Linked DNA regions of Mus musculus: regions 1, 2, 3, 4 and 5 are each linked to region 6. Evidence: chromatin contacts called from public ChIA-PET, Hi-C, Micro-C and promoter capture Hi-C data. All regions are on one chromosome and are shown on one strand. The core of a region is the stretch at or near the end of the contact, and the rest is flanking DNA. Distances in the headings are between cores, read along the strand shown. Region 1 holds the start of Stk17b (serine/threonine kinase 17b (apoptosis-inducing)). Region 2 overlaps Gm31955 (a long non-coding RNA gene). Region 3 holds the start of Stat4 (signal transducer and activator of transcription 4). Region 4 holds the start of Gls (glutaminase). Region 5 has its middle 2.4 kb from the start of Gm31955. Region 6 holds the start of Hibch (3-hydroxyisobutyryl-Coenzyme A hydrolase).

What was found. Promoter capture Hi-C pulls out the DNA fragments that hold promoters and counts their contacts. A called contact is a pair of places that touch in the nucleus more often than the background predicts. ChIA-PET counts read pairs in DNA pulled down with a chosen protein or histone mark. Capture Hi-C pulls out chosen DNA fragments and counts their contacts.
Region 1: a contact with region 6 is called in a Hi-C map of B cells, with 7 read pairs. The contact joins the promoter of Stk17b here to the promoter of Hibch in region 6. A contact is called at or near these places in 1 of 39 promoter capture datasets (erythroid cells), 1 of 484 Hi-C or Micro-C datasets (B cells) and 1 of 115 datasets of contacts at active chromatin or transcription factors (astrocytes).
Region 2: a contact with region 6 is called in a promoter capture Hi-C map of the HPC-7 cell line, with 2.9 times the contacts expected there. The contact joins the enhancer-like site here to the promoter of Hibch in region 6. A contact is called at or near these places in 9 of 39 promoter capture datasets (the 3T3-L1 cell line, 3T3-L1-derived adipocytes, the C10 cell line and 5 more) and 1 of 115 datasets of contacts at active chromatin or transcription factors (stem cell-derived neural progenitor cells).
Region 3: a contact with region 6 is called in an RNA polymerase II ChIA-PET map of memory CD8 T cells, with 18 read pairs. The contact joins the promoter of Stat4 here to the promoter of Hibch in region 6. A contact is called at or near these places in 1 of 39 promoter capture datasets (pre-B cells), 1 of 484 Hi-C or Micro-C datasets (B cells) and 1 of 115 datasets of contacts at active chromatin or transcription factors (memory CD8 T cells).
Region 4: a promoter capture Hi-C map of liver shows a contact between it and region 6, with 5 times the contacts expected there. The contact joins the promoter of Gls here to the promoter of Hibch in region 6. A contact is called at or near these places in 8 of 39 promoter capture datasets (the 3T3-L1 cell line, 3T3-L1-derived adipocytes, cranial neural crest and 3 more), 6 of 484 Hi-C or Micro-C datasets (CD8 T cells, LSK cells, cortical neurons and 2 more), 10 of 115 datasets of contacts at active chromatin or transcription factors (the 230-238 cell line, the SCID.adh cell line, astrocytes and 6 more) and 2 of 9 other capture datasets (adipose tissue and liver).
Region 5: a contact with region 6 is called in a Micro-C map of the AtT-20 cell line, with 3 times the contacts expected there. The contact joins the enhancer-like site here to the promoter of Hibch in region 6. A contact is called at or near these places in 2 of 39 promoter capture datasets (embryonic stem cells and pre-B cells), 2 of 15 datasets of contacts at CTCF or cohesin (large pre-B cells and pro-B cells), 14 of 484 Hi-C or Micro-C datasets (the AtT-20 cell line, the C2C12 cell line, CD4 T cells and 10 more), 6 of 115 datasets of contacts at active chromatin or transcription factors (the 230-238 cell line, T-cell acute lymphoblastic leukemia, astrocytes and 3 more) and 2 of 9 other capture datasets (adipose tissue and liver).

What each region holds. Positions count from the first base shown.
Region 1 is chr1:53,783,390-53,787,440 of GRCm38.p6, reverse strand. Stk17b (serine/threonine kinase 17b (apoptosis-inducing)) reads left to right here and starts at 2,226. Exons shown (of 8, transcript NM_133810.3): 1 at 2,226-2,367.
Region 2 is chr1:52,329,569-52,333,648 of GRCm38.p6, reverse strand. The region is part of intron 1 of Gm31955 (a long non-coding RNA gene); the gene reads right to left. Among named protein-coding and RNA genes, the nearest start is that of Gm31955, 26 kb to the right of the region's middle. Within about 2 kb of position 2,043, at least 68 of the 459 cell types and tissues checked have an H3K27ac peak or open chromatin away from gene starts, as enhancers often do. A contact at or near this core is called in the HPC-7 cell line, where this site is marked.
Region 3 is chr1:52,006,962-52,010,719 of GRCm38.p6, reverse strand. Stat4 (signal transducer and activator of transcription 4) reads right to left here and starts at 2,480. Exons shown (of 24, transcript NM_011487.5): 1 at 1,992-2,480.
Region 4 is chr1:52,231,188-52,234,962 of GRCm38.p6, reverse strand. Gls (glutaminase) reads left to right here and starts at 1,731. Exons shown (of 18, transcript NM_001081081.2): 1 at 1,731-2,371. The coding sequence starts at 1,971.
Region 5 is chr1:52,301,229-52,305,135 of GRCm38.p6, reverse strand. No RefSeq gene overlaps it. Among named protein-coding and RNA genes, the nearest start is that of Gm31955, 2.4 kb to the left of the region's middle. Within about 2 kb of position 2,360, at least 9 of the 459 cell types and tissues checked have an H3K27ac peak or open chromatin away from gene starts, as enhancers often do. A contact at or near this core is called in the AtT-20 cell line, the G1E-ER4 cell line, T-cell acute lymphoblastic leukemia and 1 more, where this site is marked.
Region 6 is chr1:52,842,768-52,846,861 of GRCm38.p6, reverse strand. It overlaps Hibch (3-hydroxyisobutyryl-Coenzyme A hydrolase), which reads right to left and starts at 1,824. Exons shown (of 14, transcript NM_146108.2): 1 at 1,718-1,824. The coding sequence starts at 1,752.

The DNA.
Region 1 (4,051 bases), core at 977-3,476, 940 kb before region 6:
CTGGAACAGGAGCATTAAAGTAGCACATAGGTCAATGTCTGTCACGTACCAGTGAATTCCAGGTGAGCACGCTGGAAGCAACAATGAGTTTGATTGCTGGAGAAGGCAACCTGCTTACAAAATTAAATAAAATGCAAGACGACTGCTTAAAAGCTGGTGACAATGGGGATGGGGGTGGAGCTGATGACAAGAAGAGGGTGGTGGTGGTGGTGGCAGAGAAACTCATTGGTCAAGAGCACTTGCTGCTTTTGTAGAGGAGCAGAGCTCAGTTTCTAGTACCCACATCAGGTAGCTGATGACATTTAACTCCAGCTCCGGGTGGGTGTTGGGGGCAACACCTTTAACCTCCTCTGGCACACTCACCCATACACAAACACTCCTCACATAATGAAACGTCGTTTTTGTTTGTTTGTTTGTTTGTTTGTTTGTCTGTCTTGTTTTTAATAAGCTGGCAATGGGCTGGGGAGCTGTCTCAGTTGGTAAAAATGATGACCATATCACCACAAGGACCACAGTACAGATTCCCATGTCAAAAGCTGTACACATGGTACCTGATCCTGTCACCTGTAAGTCCAGTGGATACAGGTAGATGGACCCATGGAAATCACTGGTCAGCAGGCCAAGCTGAACTGCTGAACTACAGGTTCAGGGAGAGACTGTTTCAAAAACTAAAGGGAGAGGTATTGAGACTGACACCTGACATTAATGTTTCTGGCCTCCACGTGCACATACACAGATACACACAACCCCACATAAACACACACAACACGGCCTCTACATTCAAAAGCCGGAGATCAAGGAATTGTTTAAGTTTAAAACAGTTACAAACATCTAAACACCAAAAACGATCACAAGGAACTCCAAGAGGGCACTGGCTAAGCCTTGGTACTGACACTTTTGGATGCAGCTGCTGTTTCCTGGAAGAAAGTATGGGAACAATCTCATTGGTTTGTGGACACCTTAACATTTATGCTTCCCTGGCTAAAAAGATGCAACATTATCCATTTGACAACACTTAAAGAATCAATACATTATACTGAGGCCTGTCTAAATAACAACACAGACCTCATGAAATGGTTTTGATAACTTTAAATGCATGTGTCCTGGGACATACACTGCTTGGAAGGGCAAGCAGATGGCTTGAAGAAATCTTGGTTAAATGTGACAGGGGAAGAACATAAAATGGTTGCTAAGATGTTCTAAAAGCAAGAGAGTTCCACTCACAGAATTTTTCCCAATAGTTTTTTATACCTACTAAAAAAGTACCCTTCAGCAGTTCTAGATTCTATGTGTAGATGCTACATATAAACGTATAAGTAACCTAGGATCTTATATGTATGTAAACCTACTGTATCTAGCACGAAACTTTCAGTTTTTAAACAGTCTTCAATAGTTAACAGATCTGGGGGCCTGGGGGTGGAACTTAGAAGTGGAACCCTTGCTAAGCATGTGAAAGGCCCTGTGTTCTAACACTGCTAAGAAAGAAAGAGAGAGAGAGAGAGAGAGAGAGAGAGAGGGAGGGAGGGAGGGAGGGAGGGAGGGAGGGAGGAAGAAAGAAAGAAAGAAAGAAAGAAAGAAAGAAAGAAAGAAAGAAAGAAAGAAAGAAAGAAAGAAAGAAAGAAAGAAAGAAAGAAAGTAGCAATGGGCATTGAGCAGGTACAAGTTTTCCTCATTTCCCCTACCACAGTAAACCAGCAATTAGTTCATCTTCAGATTCTCCTACAGTGTCTTGAGCTAGTTAGTGTCTTAAGACATCCAGCTGTAGAGACTAGGATCCTGGAGTCCTATTTATGGCTTCAAGAACCCATAGCAAGCTGGAATCTCTATTTGTAGGGTAGGTTCAGGAGGTAAGGAAGAGGACAAGGAAGATTTGAAACACAGAACTTTAATCATCACAAGTCAAAGAGCCCGGACATCGGCTTCTTTCATCTCTTGTGTCCCGATACTTACACATCCCGGAACTACTCTGAAGGTGGAAAAAGTGGGAAAAGAGGCGCGGACCCCCCCCCCCCCCCAACCCGGCCTGCACACTGTCCAGTTCTAGGCTACATCCAGCAACCAAGTCTTCAGGCGCTCGGCGCTCCGCCCACTCCCCGCCCCCCTCCTGAGGCCCGGCCTCACAGCACGCGCTGCCGGCCGCCGCCCCGCCCCGCCCCCACGTGACAACCCCACCCTCCGTAATCGCTCCGATTGGCTCTTGGGCAGCAGAGGGCGGAGTCTGTGTCGAAGTACAGTGTCCCAGACGCGGCTGCACTTTTCAAACCTCAACTGTAAGAAGCGTCGGTCAGCGTCTGTGCGGTCGCCGCCGGGAGTCGCCTCACAGGGGCCTGGCTGACGGCGACCAGCCGTTGTGGGGAAGAGTGCGAGGTGAGCCCGTGTAGCCGTGGCCCGGTCGGAGGGAGGGCAGAACCCGCGACGGCGCGGAGCTGCGGCGGAGCGGTCGGTGTGGGGGCGCGGGGACCCTGCGGCGAGCCCGAAGGCCAGAGCCGGCGTCCCTGAGCGCGGCCATGCCCGATAGCCTCCGCGGCGTCTCGACGTGGTCCTCCGGGTGGCTCCGGGGCTCGCGTGCTGTGGGCGCGGGACGCCTTCACGTCGGGGCGGGTGGACGCGTCCGGCCAGCAGCCTGGGAGAAACTTTGCGGTCATCGCGTGGGCCGCTGTCAGTCCCGGCGTGGGGAGCCACAGCTGTTTCCGTGACTTTTTGGCTTTAAAGCAGTGGGAATTCTTCTGTACTTGTGACCCATCCTCAGACTAGACAGCCACATCATGGCCACGGTCTGGATCTTTATCCCGACTCGGCCTTACCGTGGGAAAAGCGCTTAATTTGGCTTCACTCTCGGGATATAGATGAGTGGAGACAAAGTTGAAAGAAACTTCACGGCCGGCCGGCTGGTGGCTAGTGGCCGTGGCTGTGCTGGGACTAGAGAAGCGCTGGCTTCAGCTTGCAAGTTGGAATTAAGAAATACTTCTGAAAGCCTAGGAATTTCAACCATAATCATTAGCTTGCAGTGTGACATTCACTGAGGGTTTGGCTGACGTCATGTTTACATACATGGTACCGATAACACCGAACCTCGCCGGCAGGTTTGATACCGTGTGGACTTTTTAAGTGTTCAAGACTGGGAGAGAGGCTGTGCCTTGAGCAGCAAGGTCTGCAGAGGTAACGAGGCAAGTGGAGGCATATGTAACATGGAATTTAGAACTCCAGGAGCACAGTTTTATTATGGAGAGATATAAACTCCTTTCTCATTGGTACAGTCTTCACAGTGAGATGCCCAGAAATGGTTTTCAACAACTTCATAAAAATTGAATCACAGTGCCTTAAAATTGTGTATATTAAAAAACACTAGTCCATGGAAATCGTGACCAAATTTTAGACCTGTCTTTTCACCTAATCTTTTTGATATTAATTTAATTTTTTGGTAGTTTTAATATTTCAAGTAATTGGTTTTTTTGAGATACACATACATTTTAGATAATTTTCTGGAATGAAGGTTTACTATTAAAGTAAATTTACTTACATGACAGTATGCTTAAGTTAGAGAAGTAATATTTCTGTGATTTCAAAATTTTTTGTATGTGGATAGATTGGTAATAGTTTTTCTTGGATTTTTTTTTTTTTTTTTTTTTAAAGTAAGAATTTAGTTTCAGGAGATGGCTCTGCTGGGAAAGGTTCTTGACACCAACTCAAATGTCCTTATCCCCAGGGCCTACATGGTAGAAAGAGAAAACCTACACTTACAGCTTGTCCTCTGACCTCTAAACTTGCATGTAATAAAATATTAAGAAAAAAATTACATTTTGGTTAAGGTAGAAGTGGCATTTTAGTAGAAACTTCATAAATCAACAGTCTACCATTTATATCTAAATTAATGTCTATAGACAATGTAGGCATTTAATGGCAGACACTTCTAATTTCATTTTTCAGTGTGTATTGACAGTGAACAGTTTGTCATTGGGGTTAAGTGAACGTATAACCATGTTTTCATTGGTTTGTTTTGTAGCTGCTTGACAATTATAAGGAAGAATTTCTGTGTCAAAATCTCCCAGTT
Region 2 (4,080 bases), core at 794-3,293, 510 kb after region 6:
AGATTAGGAGGTGTGGCCTTGGTGGAGAAAGTATGTCACTGGGGGTGGACTTTGGGGTTTGGAAAGCTCAAGGCAGACCCAGTGTTCCTCTCTAGTTCCTGCTGACTACTGATCCAAATGTCAAACTCTCAGCTCCTTGCCTGCGTGCCTCCATGCTCCCCACCCTTAGGAGAATGGACTAAACCTATGAAAGTGTAAGCCAGCCCCAATCAAATGCTTTCCTTTGTAAGAGTTGTGGTCATAGTGTCTCTTCACAGCAATGGAGCAGTGACTAAGGCTAACACACACACACACACACACACACACACACACACACACACTTAGGTAAATATGGTATGATTCTGTGAGAATTTATCACACATCCTTAGAGTTATTTGCCTCTTCTTTCTCCCTCTCTTCCTGTCGTTAGCTCTCCCTGCCCGTTTTTTCCATTTGTCCTTCACCGCACCTGCTACTCCCCTCTGTAACCTCACCAGATTCAATGGTCGCTGTTTTAAGTTCCCTGGTCTCTCTGGTCGCTGCACGCCATGCATTCACATCTGAAGATCTGAAGCTGGGAAACGCCACTGAGAGGGAATGTTCAGTGTTTTTGTTTTTGTTTTTGTTTTCTGGATTTCAGACCAGTTTTTAGTTACATATCTAGAAAGGCCACAGTCTAGAAGGCTGTATCACATGTGATATGTTTTCTTTGCATATGTAGTTCATACACGTTCGTGCTAGGTCTTAGCATCTCATAAAACAAAGGCTCGTGAAAGATAGGTTACATTCCTTTCTGGCCAGTCGGTTTTAGATTCCATGCTTCTCAATGAAGCCCCACAGTTGCCTGTGTGTATCAAAGCCTTGGCACGAGGGTGAGCAGGTATAGTACCTGTCTTGGGCAGGGGAGAAGACACTGATTTCCCAGTGCCCCGCCCCACCAAGAGGCAATATCTGAGCCTCTTTAAGAGGCAAGAGAGGTTCTGGAGACTACACAATATTATGACATTTCCTCCATATTCTTATGCCTTAAAAGAAAAAGGGACCTTTTTAAGCCAACAGGGAGCCGAGTGGAAATGGGATAAAAATTATGGGAATAAGTGGGGGAATATCGTTTCTGACATTAGGCTTTGAGTAAAGCAGCTGAGGCCAGGTGAGTGCACTAGTTCCCACAGCAGGAGCATCTTCTTAGTGTGTCCTGGGCCATTTTTTGACAACCTTTCTGAGACACACTGAAAGGACTGGTCCTTCTTTCTATCCTTTCTGATACAGAGCCACTCTGTAAATATGAATTCCTGAGTGTTTGTGACTAGTCTGAAGATGATTTTTGAAAGAACAACAAGCAAATGATTAGTGAATCAGGCTGCTCCCGCCGCGCCCACCTCTTCTGCTTCTGATATAATTACAGTGAGTCTGGGTTACGCGTATGTGAACATCTTCTGCTGTTGATTGTCAGGCAATCAAAGAGCATTCCTCGCCCCCACTCAGACCCGTAATTTAGAAGCTTCTTTGCAGTGACACTCGATGCAGCTTAATTATAATGTTCTTCCCTCCAAAAGCTATTTAAAGGATCTGGAAGCCGTGCGTTTCAGTCCTATCGTTATGAACAACTGAGAAATCCGTGTGTGGCTGATACTCCCTTGAAATTTGATAACTTGCACATGACTTTTAACAGCACTGCTATGTACTGTATGGGATGAGTATTATTTTTAAATAAGCATTTCTTTCAATGAAAGCATGTTCCAGTGTAGCTTTACAGTTTCAAAGTTGTCCTCTCCCATACATACCTTCAGAAAGAAAGCCAGTCAGATTTCACAGCCATGTACGGTCTGTTTTCAGAACTTTTTTTTTTTTTAAATGGAATTCTCAAACCCAAATGGGTAGGTGTTTGAATTCAGTGCTGAAATAAAGAAATGCTTTTTCTGGATACATTCTCTTCTTTGCTGGCAGTGACTGGTACCAACTTGCTCTTAATTATCTCCATTCAATGCTAGTCATAACCGCCTGCCTACTCCACACTCAGACAGCCCTGCCCACAGGCTCCTCCCAGCCCCCTCAGGCTGAGTCATCTGCCTCTGTTCTCTCGTCCCCTCCAGTCTCCCCACTACTGTCCCCTCCCCGCTGTATTTCCCTGTTTTACTTCCTTGCCCTTTTCAGAGGGACACTCTCAAACTGCCAAAGCTTCTTTTTCTGTTCTCAGTATTGTGCGTGCTTGAAAATCTGGAAAAAAAAAACCAAAACACAATTCTCGGGAAATGTTCTTCCAGCTTGTGCTTCAAACTCACTGGCACCCATATTTATTAAACTTGTGTTTTAAGAAGAGTCAACTTTGCCCAGATAGAGTTGTCTCTTGTGAGACTATGCCAGGGCGTAGCAAACACAGAAGTGGATGCTCACAGTCAACTATTGGATGGATCACAGGGCCCCCAATGGAGGAGCTAGAGAAAGTACCCAAGGAGCTAAAGGGATCTGCAACCCTATAGGTGGAACAACATTATGAACTAACCAGTACCCCGGAGCTCGTGTCTCTAGCTGCATATGTATCAAAAGATGGCCTAATAAGCCATCACTGGAAAGAGAGGCCCATTGGACTTGCAAACTTTATATGCCCCAGTACAGGGGAACGCCAGGGCCAAAAAGGGGGAGTGGGTGGGTAGGGGAGTGGGGGGGAGTGTATGGGGGACTTTTGGGTTAGCATTGGAAATGTAAATGAGGAAAATACCTAATTAAAAAAAATGGACCACCAAAAAAAAAAAAAGAAGAAGAAGAAGAGTCAACTTTGAGAAACTGGAAATTCTTCATGTTCACTCAAACATGCAAATATGAAAAGGTGTTATTAGGGAGCTCCCATGCAGGTAATGAAGAGCAGGCCCAGGTCGTGCCTGGCAGCACCCAGATTACAGCAACCCGCCCCCTGCTTTCATAACTGGCTTTGAAATGTTGGAGCTAAATCCGGATTAGCCTCCAGACACTGCTTCCTTAGGCCTAAGGCTGACCGAAGGCTCCTGGACCATGTAGAAGGCTAGAAGCTCCGAACCCTGGAAACCCGTGCCTATCCTTGCTCAGCTCAACCTACAGCACAGGCATGAAGACTCTTGCCACATTCTCTGTGCTTCCTTGCTTTATCTAGCATCTTTAGAAAGCATCTGTGAAGGTCAATTTCTTCCTGTGTTCAGGGCAAATCAGTCCTCACTAGGTTCTGTGCAGTAGAGATTAGCTGTCACAACGGTACTCAGTGAGCAGCTCCAGTTATCCCTGCCTTGACACTGCACAGGCCAAGGAGTCGTTCCTCTACAATCCCATCAGAGGGGGTTTCTTGGAGAAGTGGAACCTCTCCTTTCCCTTTTATCATTTGGTTAAGCCTCATAACAATACCCACAGAAAGGCATCATTTTCTCCATCTGACAAATAGGGAAACTGAGGTTCAGAAAAGGCATCACAAACTTAAAGTCAAATCATGGAAACTGAGGCTTCCACTCACCTAGCACCAAACACTGACCAAGCCTTTAGCTGCCTCCAGTCAGTCTCACTATCCTACCCCCACCCCCCACCCCCACCCCAGTGCTGCTGTTATTTGAGTATTGATAACATTAGGGATGGTTTTCTTCCATAACAGAGACATAGGGTTTTCAGTTTCTTTTGTACTTTTTTCCCCTGCTGTTTGAACCTGCTGTTGTATTCGTTTGGTGGCAAGGCCACCTCTACCCCACAAAACAAGTCAACAGGTCCTAATTCCAACGGGTCTACTGGGGATTGTTGTGCCCTATCCCAACCACTCCAACCAAGCTCAGGATATGTATGCTGCTCAATTCTACTTTACTCAGAATGAGGGAATCTGCTTTTAAACAAAGACCAACTTATGTTGCTAACCTATGCCTCAGAAATTAGACGATGAAAACTGGAAGACTGTCACCACTTTAGATTCAGTGGGACTTGGGAGAACAAAATGGGTAAATGAGGCAGACTAAAGCCTCACACATTAGTCAACTTATTCAGAGTCTCGGAAGACATATACTCTGAAGGTTAAGAAAAGTCGAATTAGTAGAGTTCTCCTGAGTTTGAGCTGTCTATAATTACAAGGAAAAGCCAGCCACACATGGAAAA
Region 3 (3,758 bases), core at 1,231-3,730, 840 kb after region 6:
TGTCCAGCACAGAGGCTGTAGATGTACGTTCTAGCATAGAAAAATCAGTATGACTTAATTCCCCTGACGTTACTAAGTTATTGCCTTTGCTCTTTTGGAATGCAGATTTCTTGATTAGTAATAGTAAGTCAAGGGCAAAACTTTCACCCCAATATTTCAATACATCTTGGAGGTATGACGTTTCTCTTTGCTTATAGAACAAATTGAGTCTTCAGATTTCAGTGGGAACTTTTTTTTTTTTTTTTTTTTTTGGGTTTTCGAGACAAGGTTTCTCCTTGTAACCCTGGCTGTCCTGGAACTCACTTTGTAGACCAGGCTGGCCTCGAACTCAGAAATCCGCCTGCCTCTGCCTCCCGATTGCTGGGATTAAAGACGTGCGCCACCACGCCCGGCCAGTGGGAACATTTTCAAACACCTTTTCCTTGAGCTAACTTTATAACTAAATGTTATAAACTATACTAATGTATAAATATAAGTCAATCAATAAATAAAATAATAAAAGTTGTGCTTCTCTCAGAAAAATGTAGATAGGGAGAGAAGCTATCTTGAACTTGTATATGACTTTATGTTTATGAGCCCTCATGGCTGGCCATTGCAGGTATGTTGTGAGTGCTTAGTAAAGTAAATAATTTAAGAAAGCTTATTTGGGCCTCCTGATGGGCCCCTGAATAGGTGGGAGAATAGCAAGCACCTTGGGCTTTACAAACAATCAAGCGCCAAAGAGGGATTGAGAATCCTGCCCACAACGTGCAGCTCTGACAAACTTCCCAGGTCTGGGAACAGAACTGGAGCATTCTCTTCTACCAGTGGCATCAGGAGGTCAGGAGCTGAAGACAGGGTCGCCGCTTTCACTGTTTCTGTTGTTTCTATTTTGTTATTTGAATGCAGGGTAATTTTATTATCTTACAGTCAAATCACTCAGATAAGTCACTCTTGCAAACCAAGGCTGAAGCAAGGTGCAGAAGGACCCTTTTCTCCCTGGCGTACCCTAAAGAGGAAAACCTTCAGACCTCGTTTGGAGCTCAGGAAGTCCCACCCCTGGCTGAGGAGTTATTGGCAATTGATGGTTCAGGGTCTGCGTCCAATCCCACATCATCATCCATGCACATGCAGGCATCACTACGTGAATCAACCAACCAAACAAATAAACAAACAAGCAAACCAGCACATAAAGTTGAGAGGGAATAAATACCCTAGGGAGAAAAGGAGAAGATCTGGAGGGTAGCGAATGAGAGTGGATTTGATAAGTTCCTTTTAAAATTACTTTTCTAAAACTTTAAGAAATTAAAGCGAGGTTTTTTGTTGGGTTTTTTTTTGGGGGTGGGGGGGGTGGTGGTTTGTTCTGGTGTTGTCGCTGTTGTTTGGTGTTCAGACCTCCAGCGGGTGTCTTTGTTTTCACTCTCTAGGGGCTCATTGTCCTGTCTCAGGACAAGTACTTTCCATCTAAAACCTGGATGCCTGCCGGCTCCCTCCTGGTATTCCTGCATTCAGGCCCATTTCCCGGGTGCTAGCAGTGCTGTTGACTCTTTGACCTCTTTGCAAAGGGACGACCTACTTTAAGCATCACTCACACTTCTCAAAGCCACAATCACCGGCTACCCTAGCGGGATGGTGTTTCCCTGAAACCCAGATGTGCCAATCTCGGGTCAGATATCACAGCCCTCCGTTGGCTAAAGAAAATTAGGGCTGTCTTCCAGCCCTTAGCTGACACACCTCCGCAGCAGCACAGCCCCCAACCCACCCCTCCGCTTCACGGAGATGCCTCGACTTCTCCCTCCTTCAGTAAAGATCCGGAGCCAGATCTCCATTTAAGTCTTTGGAAGACTTTTTTTCTGAGTGATCTGAGTGTAATGAGTAGGACCCTTCTTTTTATAGGCATCCCTTCCTCCCCAGTCGTGTTAATACCAATTGTAGAAAGACGCCCCAAGAATCCTGCCTAGATGTTTCCTATTGTGGAGAGGCCACACGCAGATGCGGGCTGCCTGGCTTACCTGGCTCTCTCTCTCTCCGTCCAGGTAGTGGCACTGCACAAGTCCAAAGTCAGAATCGGCCTTCAGGGTCCACAGCCGCTGACGCCATTCCTCTAGGGGATTTGCATTTCTCCACCCACTTGAGGCTTTCCTGTGCGTCAGTGTTTGAGTCCCTGGGACTTTAGGCAGTTCCTATCCACTCTATTCTAGAAACGCTTTACAAAGTCAGGCTGAAGCCCCCTTGGCAGAGCACCGCCCCATCCCTAGTAGCCACTCTTACAAATGCAAATTGTCCCAAGGTGTGTAGAGTAAGAGGTACACACTGAAGGACTGGGATTCCTGTTTTCCTAGACATAACTCCATCCTTTCTAGGGAGCCAGCATCAACACACCAACCAACAGCAGGGTCTGCTGTCTTGTGAGAAGACAGGCTTACACAGGTTTGTGGCAACTCGTGTAAAAGTTCTCGGTGTATGCCCTCTCTGGCCAGCTTCCACCTTGTCTTGGTACCTGTAGTCTGTGTGCTCCCCTCTTTATGACATGGGTCTGTTCTAGAATCACAGAGCTGGGTGGAACCTCGGTTCCTTTCCGTTCTAAATTTCACTTTCTGAAGACATTGAGGACCAGGCAGGTGAACAAAGTTACTCAGAGACATAGCCACTGGACTAAGATAGACAGTCATCTCTCAGGGATCACTGACTTCCAGCGGATTCCTTTAGATATTAATGCCTTGAACAGGAAAAAAATTCTACCAGAGTTCAGCAAAATAAATCAGACTGGTGGAAAGCAATGGGCAGACTGGATACACATGTGTCTAGGGTAGTATACCTAGGCAAAAGCCTGTATCATATCAATGACCAGCCATCACACAGGTGTGCCACCTGGATTCTTCTCTCCCAAGTGACAACTAAGCCATTCACACCCTACCCAGGAAACTTTTCTCCCTCTCAGGAGCTGAGGCTGTGACTCAGACAAGTCTGGGCACTGTCATTTTTCACTCCTGATGTTCCCCCCACTGCATCTTCTCACCAGGTACCCCCCCCATGCCACCCCACACACAGTGAAATCCTAGACTTTGTGAAGATGTAACAATGCCCCCAAACCCACAGTAGGTTTTTGTTTGTTTGTTTACGCTGAATTTCTTTACTCTTCTTGACCAGCTGTCTGGGAGAAACAGAACACACTCCTTGCATTTTCTGATCCCCCTCATGTTCTTAATCTCTGTCTCTCCCCCCTCCCTTTCGATTTGTGTGTGGATATAGGCATATGTTCAGAGCATGTGTGAGTGCTGGCATGCCATAGATCCCAAGTAGAGATCAGAGAACAATATCCAGTGTTGCCCCTGCCTCCAACCCTGTTTGAGACATGGTCTCCTGTTGACACTGAGTTAGCCAGCCTGGACTGCCTGGAAGCTTCTGGGGGTTCCCGTGTCTCCCATCTTGCCATGGCACCATCACAGCTGGCTTTACATGAATCATGGAGATCCACATTCATGTCCTCTTACCCGAGTGTAAGTGCTTGACTCACTGCACCATCTCCCTAGTCCCAGACACATTTAAAGTGGAAAAAAAAAATGGGTGAAATCAGCACAAGTAACCTAATATCTACAAAATAATAATACTTCATTTAAATTATAATAAAACATTAAATTATAATAAAACATTTAAATTGCTACCTAAGATCCTTTGTATTCCTTCCTATTGAACACCTAGATTCTGCAGTGTAAGTGGATTTCTTTCCAGTGTCTAAAGCCCTGGTGGCTGCCATTCTGGACAGCTTAGGTGGAGAC
Region 4 (3,775 bases), core at 482-2,981, 610 kb after region 6:
ATGCACATATGTGCAGCTCACTTTCCTCTGTGTGGAGGTCAGAGGTTCTAAAATTCACCAATTCAGCTAGCGTGACTAGCTCTGAGTCCTAGGGACTTGTCTCCACTCCAGGCATGGTTTGTAGGTAAGTGCCTGAGGTCGGACCTGCAGATCCTCATGCTTGAGCAGGGAGCCCTTCTACCCACTGAGTCATATCCTAAGTTCCTAATTGTTAAATATACTAGAAAGTGTTTAAACCTTTAATCATCAGAAGTCATTTCATTGAGCAATGGAAGAAACTAGGAAGAACTGGCATGAAAACGTTGACTGGATTGGTGAGTAGTCTGGATGGGGTTGAGAAAAAAGAGAAAAGAGGCAGTAAAAACAGATAACTAGTTTGTAAGAAACTGAACAACACTAAGGTTTGAAAGCAACCCATAAGTTAGAAAGACAAAGTTAGATATTATTAAGGGTAACATTTGCTATCTCTCCCCTAGAATGTATTGTTTTTCCTAAATATATAACTTTGATTCACTAATATTAATATTTTTGACAAACTAACCTTAAGCAATAATAAAAGCCACCCAAGTAATATAAAATTCTGGCTTTTTTTCCCCCCACAAGGTCATTTCCTTCACACTTTTTATTTTTATCTAAAGAGCAGGTTGAAAACAAAACAAAAACTTGAGCATGACAAGCCTGTAGGCACAGTCAGATTCTTTGGTTACTAATCTCGTTCAACATGTACAGATTGATTGGATTACTAAATCTGGTGAATTACATATCCTGCTAACTTTGGTGAATCTATGCATTTAAGCCTATCTGTTTCAGGAAATGGTTTAAAAAGCGGTTTTAGTCCTGAGTGGTATATGTGTGCAGACTCAGGAAACATATGATGCACACACATCTAAAAGGATACATGGATGAGGTGATGCTGTGCTGAAACAGTTTTGAGACATGGTATTCAGATGCTTCTATTTTAAAATGGCTTTTAAAATAGAAAAAGGATCTGCAGTATTTTGCTTTCAAGTCAACTGGTACTAATGAAATAATCGCCGTTCAAAAGATTTGGAGAAATCTTGTAGAAGATAGAAGAGATCCACCCTTACTCTGGCTTTTTCTCTATTCTTCGTTGTTCCTACGCTCAAACGTTCTAAATGTCTTAAGTTGCATAGCTGAAAGGATTTTGCTCATTTTTTCCAAAACATTTCGCTTCTGGGCAGTAGCCAACCATGGAAAGTTTTAAGCACATTTGGGAGAGGGATGAAGCTAGTCAGGGCGGCCTTGGCAGAACCGATGCCTTCAGAGGGGCGGACACATTCCCCTAACCGAGGGGGCGAGCAGTAGGTTTGGACCAGACGATCTGCCACCGCCAGCCTCCCTCCAGCCTTGGGCGGCCTGAACAGGCGCACTCCAGCTTCCTCAATAGCTGGAGGACGTGCTTCCCTGGAGCGCACCTGCCTGGTGAATGGCCAGACTCCGGAGCTACGGGTCCTCGCCCAGCTTGGCCTCAGGTGGCCCGAGGCAAGGGGGAAGAGCGGTCGGCGGGGCTGACACACGTCAGTCGTCCTTCTCCCCGCCCTCCAGGACCCAGCGGGACTGCGTACGGGCGCGGAGACAAATTTGACCGATTCTCTAGCCAATCAGAAGAGAGGTCGGCAGGCTGAGCCAATGGAAGAGCTTGCAGGGGGCAGGCCGTCAGCGTCCTCCCGCCCCCGGTTGGTGAGCCTGGTATGTCTCCAGCCCTCCCTTGAGCGTCAGTCTCAGTGCGGAGCTCGCGGCGGCCAGAGCAACTTCGGCTGGCTGCAGGCTGGGCGGCGGCGGCGGCGAGGGCGGCGGCGTTGGCGGCGGGAGCGGCGGAGCTGGGGCCACACCCCGTCCCGGACTTTTTCTCTTTCCAGTCCTCTCCCCGCCGTGCGGGACACGGTTCCGGGAGCAGAGCGGCCGCCCACGCCCCAAGCATCCTCATCTGACGAGCGGGCGCCGGCGGTATGATGCGGCTGCGAGGCTCGGCGATGCTACGGGAGCTGCTCTTAAGGCCGCCCGCCGCCGTCGGAGCCGTCCTGCGGCGCGCGCAGCCCCTCGGCACGCTGTGCCGGCGCCCCCGGGGCGGGAGCCGGCCGACCGCTGGCCTGGTGGCCGCTGCGCGACTCCACCCGTGGTGGGGCGGGGGCGGCCGCGCGAAGGGCCCCGGCGCGGGCGGCCTGTCCAGTTCGCCCTCGGAGATCCTACAGGAGCTGGGGAAGGGGGGTACGCCGCCACAGCAGCAGCAGCAGCAGCAGCAGCAGCCAGGGGCGTCGCCACCCGCAGCCCCGGGCCCCAAGGACAGCCCGGGGGAGACCGACGCGTTCGGCAACAGCGAGGGCAAGGAGATGGTGGCCGCGGGCGACAAGTGAGTTGCGTGGGTGAGGCTGAGGGGAGGGGTCGGGCCCTGGGCGGTGGGCGGTGGCGGTGCGGCTTAGCAACGGAGGTTCGCGGAAGAGAAAGAAAGCGATGCCAGGCGGCCTGCGACGGCTGTGCCATGTGATTAGGCCCGGCCCCGCCCGCGCCCCTCGCCTGCTCCCACTTCCCCTCCGTGGCCGGCGCGAGTCGCCCCGGGGTGACGGGTGAGCGCCGGGAGGGTCTTGCCTGCTGAAGCCCCTGCCGGGCAGAGGCTGCTGTCCGGCCGCGCCGCGTGCTCAGCGCCCCGGCTCTGCGAGGGTGATGCCACGCGAACCTCCATCTCTCCCGAGTGACATTGAGGAGTCGGGCGTAGAGCGGAGCTTCTACCTTCCCGATTCACCTTTTTGCCAGGCCGCAGTTCCCCCATTCTGTAAGCCTCCACCACCATCCCACTGGATGCCAGATGTGGCCTTGGGTTCTTAATCCTCCTGAGGTGGATCGTTTTGGCGTGCGTAGAGCCATCTGGGCCACCGGAAATAATGCTTCAGAAATGAGATTAGGCGGAATAGGGACATGTGGCCTAGAGGACGAGGAACGCAGCATGGACCACCTGTTCCTATCGGGACCAGTGATGGCTTGTCTGATGTCTTCTGTGCGGTGGACAGATTTTTAAAGGATAAAATTGTTTTAAAAGCACAAAAATAAGGTGACATAAAATACACAAAATCTAAGTAGTTTTAGGGACTTGATTGTGATAGGATGTTGACTCATTGTGTATATAGGGTGGGAATTTAGCCTAAGAGCAAAATTGAGTTTTCTTTGCTGAATGCTTTTGTGTAATATAGTTTCCCCAACTAGGTAAACACTGACTTTTAGGCTTTTTCTGTATCCTATTTTTCTGACTTTATACTGATATGGTGTATCCTGTTTTGCATTTTACTTCTCTTCCAGCTCTGCACAGTAGCTTAAGTCAAACTGAAAGTGTGAATTTTATGACTTCAATCTCAGGCCTGCTTAATGTTTCCTGTAATTGATGTGGGTACCTTCCTAAAACATTCCTGGTTATTTTCCCAGAGTGAAAATGTTATTTAAAACAAAATGAAACAACAACAAAAACCCTTAATAAGGAAAAAGGCACTTAATGATGGTATTCTGTGATAGTAGCTTTGTACCACAAACTACCTTGATGATCATGGGCACATTATTACATGTGTTGGATTAGATGACTCAAATCCCATTTAGTGTTTTTGTTTTGTTTTGCTTTTCAAGACAGGGTTTCTCTGTGAAGCCCTGGCTGCCCTGAAACTCACTCTGTAGACCAAGCTGGCCTCGAACTCAGGGATATGCCTGCCTCTGCCTCCCAAGTGCTGGGATTAATAAAGGCATGTGCAACCTCCTCCAGGCTTTGTTTTGT
Region 5 (3,907 bases), core at 1,111-3,610, 540 kb after region 6:
ATAGACAAGATTGGTCAATTCTCATCCACAATGGGAGGATTTCTTCTATTCCTACTTCTTTTATTGTATATGCATAACATTGAAATCACCATTTGCTCTAGATAATAGAGTATAAACTAGCAGTACCTAAGCATCACCATGGTCTAATTCTGCAATACTTTTATCATCCCAAAGAAAACTCCATAGCCTGCACCCTCCATACACTGTACACTGCAGCCAGTGTACAAGGTTCTCTTCCTTACTTCCTACCAGGTAGCCACTGTTGTGCTTCCAACCTCTGTTTTGCCTACTGTTGGTATTTCATATTAATAGAATAATGTGGGCTGGAGAGATGGCTCAGCGGTTAAGAGCACTGACTGCTCTTCTGAAGGTCCTGAGTTCAATCCCAGCAACCACATGATGGCTCACAACCATATGTAACAAGATCTGGTGCCCTCTTCTGGTGTGTCTGTACTCAAATAAAAAAAAAAGTATGTTTAGAATAATGTACTCTTTGGATCTGGTTCTTTCAGCTCATGTAATGTTTAGGCAAGATCGTGTATAATGTCTGTATTTATTTTAAAACAATAGGAAGTCATTCCTATTCAACTGGAGCACAGTCTGATCAATAAGCTACATATACGCTGTTTAAAAACATTCAAATAATATTTTTTAAAATCATTAGTGAGTTGGTGTGGTAGCAGACACCTTTAATACCAGCACTCAGGAGGCAGAGGAGGCAGAGGCAGAGGCAGAGGCAGAGGCAGAGGCAGAGGCAGAGGCAGAGGCAGAGGCAGAGGCAGAGGCAGAGGCAGAGGCAGAGGCAGAGGCAGAGGCAGAGGCAGAGGCAGAGGCAGAGGCAGAGGCAGAGGCAGAGGCAGAGGCAGAGGCAGAAGGAGATAGTTTTTTGTGAGTTCAGGGCCAGCCAGGTCTACATAGTGAGTTACAGTGTATTCGCGCCTACATTCCTTGCTTCAAATTAAAAAAAGAAAACATTTATGAAGAACTAGAGAAATGGGTCGATGGTTAATGACATTCAACGGTCTTCAGAGGACCTAAGTTGGGTTCCCATGTCAGCTCACAGATGCCTTTAATTCCAGCTCCAGGGACTCCAGCGTCCTCTTCTGGCCTCCTCTGCCACCTGCATGTACATGGCATACATCCAAACATATTTTTAAAAAATAAAAAATAAGTCCTAAAGGATCATTAGTAAAAAGTAAAGACATTCGTTCCCTCCTCCCCGCCCCCCGCCACAGGCACCCTGGCTTGGTAGCATGAAATTGATTGCCTTTTGGTTAAAGTGCTGAGAGAAATGTTAAAAACTATTTCCAGTCCCTTCAAATCCTAAGTGCCAGAGACTGCCTACTGTGTTTGTAAAAATGAAACCTTCTAGACAGTGGATACTCTGACTCATTCTGGAATACTATTGGAAATGTGTACTTAAAATTTCTTTTGTTGACTTTGGTTTTTGACAGTTTCATGCATGTTTAAAGTGCTCTGACCTGATCTCTCTAGTACATCTGTCACCTTCTTTCTCCCTACAAGTCCCTTTCCCATGTTCATTTGGGGTTGTGGTTTTGTTTTGTTTTGTTGTTTGTTTGGGGAGTATAACCAGGGTCTCTGTGTGCCCTTGGCTTTGGAACACTTCCCCAGAACCTGGTGAGCTCCACAGTGAGTACACACGCAACTGAAGACAATGGCTGAGCCTCCTCCAAAATCCTTCAGTATCCAACAGCTCAGAAGGGAAAGTAGGACCCTCTGGGCAGCCTCCTCAGTTTTTGATTGACTGGTGAAGGGTGCAGTCCGCTGTGGACCACTGCATGCAGCCTCAGCAGCTGGAAAGGCATGACGTCGTTGGCTGTCCATTTCCAGAGGTCAGCGTCTCACACTCTATCTTCTGGCTCTGACGTTCTTTCTACCCTCTCTTCTGAGATTCTCCCACTTTTCTGCAATGAATGGATATGTGTAGTTGTTCAAATTGTTAAGAATAAGTGATGGCATTCCCTTCTCCCAAGGCATTAAGGAAGACGGGGCAAAAGATTCTAAGAGCCAGAAGCAGTAATAACTATAGTGAAATTGTGTTTTCAGAACACAACAGGGCAGTTACATATATGAACTGACAGCGGGTATGACACCATGAACCTAGATCAAGCCAGACAAAACCTCAAAACAAAACGAAACAAAACAAGCAAACAAACAAAAAGCCCTTTAAAGTGCGTTCTGATCTAATCTCTCTAGTACCCCTGTCATCTTCCTTCTCCCTACAAATTCCGTCCCCACATTCATTTGGGATTGTTTTGTTTTTGTTGTAGCTGTGGAGTTGTTGGCAGTTGATGGCAGCTGGGAGAGGTAGTTGATTTTCTTAGGGACGCTGTCCCTGCGAGGTTGCCATGGTCCAGTAGATGGCGCTCCGTCTATTCAAACACTGAGGATACTAAGTGGACTCCATGGGGAGTGAGAGAGAAGTGGGAGGAGAAAAGAGAGGGAGGAAGAGAGAAAGGAGGGAAGGAGGGAAGGAGGGAGGGAGGGAGGGAGGGAGGGAGGGAGGGAGAGAGAGAGAGAGAGAGAGAGAGAGAGAGAGAGAGAGAGAGAGAGAGAGAGAGAGAGAGAGAATGTTCAGCACTGAATAGAACATTTGTGTTAATAAGTGTTCTCGGTGGTCTCAGACTCTAAGGTGCACCCAAATCATCTTGAGAATTTGTTACAAAGTGGCTGCCATACTCAGTTCTCCAGAGTTTCTACTTTGGTTGGTTTAGTCTAGAAGGAGCCTCAGAATTTACCTCGCAAGATTCCTGGTGATGTGGCTGATGCTGGCTGAGGACCAAACTTCACTTATTTTAATATAACTGTACCTGGGTCATATTTTAAAACCAGATCATATTTCTCCATCTGTCCTTCCCTGTGTAGTGCTCAATAACTTCCACAGTTTTAATGGAATAATATTTTAATCTGAAAGTCAATAAAGAACTGGGTATTGTGGCCCAGGCCTGAAATCCCAGCTCTTGGGAGGCAGGCATAGGAAAATGACCATACTTTTGCGCCCAGCCTGGGCGACACAACAAGTTCAAGGCAGCCAGAGATACAGAATGAGACTATTCCTCAAAAAGCCAAGAAGTAAAGAGTAAAAGCCAAAAATCAGGGGCTGGAAAGATGGCTCGGGGGTTAAGAACACTGACTGCTCTTCCAGAGGAACCAGGTTTCATTCTGGGGACCACAAGGCTCCTCACAACACCTTGTAACCCCAGTTCTGGTGAATTAACACTCTTCTGCCCACTTCAGGCACTGCACAAACATGTGCAGTCATATGTGCAGGTAAAACACCTATACACATAAAATAAAATGTTTTTTAAAAGAAAGAAAAGGTAAATGTTAAGGACTTAAAAGTAATGTATTAAAAAGATTATTTTAAAAATATTGTCATCATTTCTTATCATTTTTATTTCTATAAAATCTCATTAAAATCTATAGTTAGAATATAAAGAAAAAATATTTAATCTTGTCTGCATTATTAAAATTATAAGTTATTCATAGAAACATGACACACTTATAAAAGTATTGCTTTTGGCTTTCTGTTGTGCATGTTTGGAAATTTACTGTTTAAACCATGAAAAAGCAACAAATGAAAGATTTGAAAATTTTAGTGGCTTGAAAAGTTTTACAACTTAGAGTGTCCATTAAAATACCCTGGTTCAGGGGCACAGCCTGCTGGAAGGGGCACAGCCTGCTGGATGTTCCTGGTATTACAAGTAGAAAAATTCCAGCAGCTATCATTTAGTATAGTTTTATGAAAAATTCTTAACTGCTTTTTAAAAGCACCCTGACCCTGCTCGTAAACTTTAAAGAGTTCAAGGTTTTTCTAGTGTTGTTGTCTTCCTCGTTAGGAGTTTTTGAACAAGTGCTCAACCTTCGGGTAGAAAATGTTTTTAAA
Region 6 (4,094 bases), core at 575-3,074:
GAAAACCACCCAACTGCTAAACTGGCACTGCAATGTTAGGAACACAGGACAGCACCAGAGGAGCAAAGGAAGGCTAAGTTCAATGGCATTAGCCAATCACATCAACCAAGGCACACCCGCCCCTTTCCTTCCAGAAACTCTCCGGATCTCCCTCCAGGTTTGTGGAATCCGCTCCTCTTGACTGCATGACCTTGTCTCCAATCCCTTTTGCTATCCCAGGACTGGATCTAGGAAAGGGAGACCTCAGATCAGTACTGTCCAATTTGGTCCTGGCACTTTACATGTTGAAATGTGGAGTGAAATAGGGACAAGCTGAACCACAGTAATGACAGAATCTTTCTAGATGAAGTTAACTTTGTTAATATACATGCCTCTAAATTATTGTTCCCAAATAATTTAGAATTTGCCATCATCAAGAAGCAACAACAATGATTATGTGAGCAGATGCTATTATTCACCACAAAAGAAAAAAGAGAAGCAAGGCAACTTCTACATGTAACAAAAATACCTGAGTATCGTTGGTGCTTTCTGCTAAAAAGGCACTATTCTTTTTAAGATGTTTTGTTTTGTTCTGTTTTTTGAGACAGGACTTCTCTGTGTAGCCTTGGCTATCCTGGAACTCACTCTATAGACCAGGCTGGCCTTGAACTTAGAAATCCCTGCCTCTATCTCCCAAGTACTGGGATTCAAGGCGTGCGCCACCATGCGCGGCTTAAGATGTGTTTTTAACTATGTATATATGTATGCCCATGTAAGTACAAGTGTCCAATGGATCCAGAAGAAACTATCAGATTCCTTGGAGACGGAGTTAAAGGTAGTTATGAGCCACACGGGAAGCAGAACTTTGTCCTCTTAGCCAGTCCTTTAAGAGCAGTATAGGCTCTTAAAACCGCGGAACCATCTCCCTAACTCCACTGGTAACTACTCATTTAGAACTAAGAAACATTCTATGCCTTTGCAGGAACCTTCCACAACAGACTGTAAGGCATAAGAAACGTGCAGACGGAACAAGGGTGCGTTCCACGTCTGAGATGCTCCTAGACTGCACAGATGTCTAACAGCACACATTTCATCGCCCAAAAGTACTTCAGTGAAGAGTTCCACAGGGGGGAAATTGAAGTTTTTGCGTATGGTACTGGGGAAAAGGAATTACACTAGCCAAAGCTCCTAAAATGGGTGCTACCACATTTCCTTCTGCCAAGGTCCGATTGCAGTGAGAGACACTCTTAGAAAGTTAATATCTGCACTGCTCCGGTCAAGCCACGCTAAATGGTCACAACATTATTCTGTGAGTTCCAATTGCCTGCGCTGCTACTACTGCTAGCTGAAATAATCAAGTTCCTTACCCGGAGCCCAGGTACACAACCTGTCATTTCTGTGTGACTTAAGAAAATACCCTACACAGTAAATCAGGTGGCACGTCCCCACACAGCGCCCAGTTCCAAGAAAGAAAATAAATAGGAGACAAACGGAGGGGGGAGAAAGTTGTGGGACGTCAAGGCCTAACAGATGCTAGAGGACGGAAAATGAAGGTGCTGTTGCAAGAAAAAGAGCAAAGTCAGAGGACGCATGTCGTTGCGATCGCCGCTGAGGTCGCCGCGGGGCAGCAAAGCAGAGGCTGCCATACAAAGGCGACTAGATCTGCGAGACCTGCGGGGACACTTGTGAGCCTTTTCCCCCAAGCCGGCCCTTAGCTCTGCCTTGCTCACCAACTCACCTCGACAGGAGCCGCCACGCATATGGCTGCCCCATGGCCTAAAAACCCAAGAGCAGAAGAAGCAGAGTGTAGTGGTTCCACCGGCTCTGGTAGTTAGACCCGCCCACAGCCCCGCCCACAGCCGATGAGAGCAGAGGAGAGCCGGGGTCACTGATGACAAGTCCTCCGGTGGGCCAGAGCGGCCCAACGCCTACACTTCCGCTGCGCTACGCTCACGGGCCCGGCCGGGCGGGGCGGGGCGGGGCAAAACAGGAGCAGTTAGGAAACCAGCAAGAGCAGTGGGCAGGGCCACACTAGACAGGGCCAGGCCGGGTAAAGGTGGGGCGGGTCCTGGCTAGGGGCGTTAACTAGTGAGGGGAGGAGGAAGAGGAGGAGCCAAGACGAAAGCTGAGAGGTGAGTAACCAAAGCAAAGAGAAAAGTAGAAAAACTTATTTATAATAGCCAGAAGCTGGAAAGAAGCCAGATGTCCTTCAACAGAGGAATGGAGATAGAAAATGTAGTACATTTACACAATGGAGTACTACTCCGCCATTAAAAACAATGACTTCATGAAATTCTTAGGCAAATGGATGGAACTAGAAAGTATCAATCCTGAGTAAGGTGACCCAATCACAAAAGAACACACAGTATGGATATGAGCCCAAAGGCTCGGCAAGATACAATTCACCGACCACAAGAAGCTCAAGAAGAAGGAAGACCAAAGTGTGGGTGCTTTGGTCCTTCTTAGAAGAGGAAATAAAATACCCACAGGAGGAAATACAGAGGCAAGTGTGGAGCAGAGACTGAAGGCAAGGCCATCCAGAGAATGCCCCACCTGGGGATCCATTCCATATATAGTCACCAAACCCAGAGACTTTTTATTGTAGGTGCCAACAAGTGCTTGCTGACAGGCGCCTGATACAGCTATCTCCAGAGAGGCTCTGTCAGAGCCTGACAAAGAGGTGGATGCTCACAGTCAACTATTGGACTGAGCACAGGGTCTCCAATGGAGGAGTTAAAGAAAGGAATGAAGGAGCTGAATTGGTTTGCAACTCCATAGGACAAACAACAATATCAACCAACCAGAACCCCCAGAGCTCCCAGGGACTAAACCACCAACCAAAGAGTACACATGGAGGGACCCATGGCTCCAGGTGCATATGTAGCAGATGATGGCCTTGTCAGGCATCAATGGGAGGAGAGGCCCTTGGTCCTGTGAAGGCTGGATGCCCCAGTGTAGGGGAATGCCAGGATGGGGAAGCCAGAGAGGGGGGTTGGTTGGTTGGGGGAGCATTGTCACAGAAGCAGGGGGAAGGGGGAGGGGATAGGAGGTTTCCATAGGAGAAGGAAAGGAAGAGAGGGGATAACATTTGAAATGTAAATAAAGAAAATATCTAATAAGAAATTTCAAAAACCTTTAAATATAATTTTTTTACTACCACATTTAATGTAAAAAGATTGCATTGCCTTTTCTTTGTAATATTGAGAAACAATAAATACGGTAGTGGTTTTTACTTTAAAAAATGGAAAGGAAAGGAGTTTGCTCCCTAGACTAGGCTGTCTTGAAATGCCCAGTTGATTATCTATGTTTGGCTTTTAAGTTTAATCAGCAGGTATTAATTGATCTGAAGGAGTTTGTGTAATTTTTTTTTTTTTTTTGGTTTTTTGAGACAGGGTTTCTCTGTATAGACCTGGCTGTCCTGGAGCTCACTTTGTAGACCAGGCTGGTCTCGAACTCAGAAATCCACCTGCCTCTGCCTCCCGAGTGCTGGGATGAAAGGCATGTGCCACCATGCCTGGCTGTGTAATTTTAATAATTTTTTAATGAAAAGGTAAATTTAAACCAGACCCGATGACACACACCTATAATTCCAGCACTCAGAAACCTGAAACAGAATGGTCACCTGGGCTACACAGCAAGACCCTGTCTAGGAAAACTAAGTAAATTAAATGTTCTTTGAGTCAGAAACATATGAGATGCATTTGACATTGAGGAAAGACCAGAGTTTAGTACTCTACATAGCTGAACTTGCTTCGAAACATTGCTAATTATCTTCAGAAAAGTTACAGATCCCTCAGTCTTCCTCTGAGACAAAATATCTGATTAAGAGAATGCTCACAAACTAGAAATATCAGTGAAAACATACCTGTTCTGGAAAGCAGCTTATTAAATAAACCCCATATTTAACTGTCCACTGTGGTGATTTGAACATACTTGGCCCAAAGGAGTGGCACTATTTGGACGTGTGGCCTTGTTGGAGTAGGTGTAGCCTTGTTAGAGGAACTGTGTCATTGTGGGCTGGGCTTTAAGACCCTTGTCCTAGCTGCTTGGAAGCCAGTCTTCCAAACAAGGTATTGAACTTTCAGCTTCTCCTGCACCATGCCTGCCTGGACGTT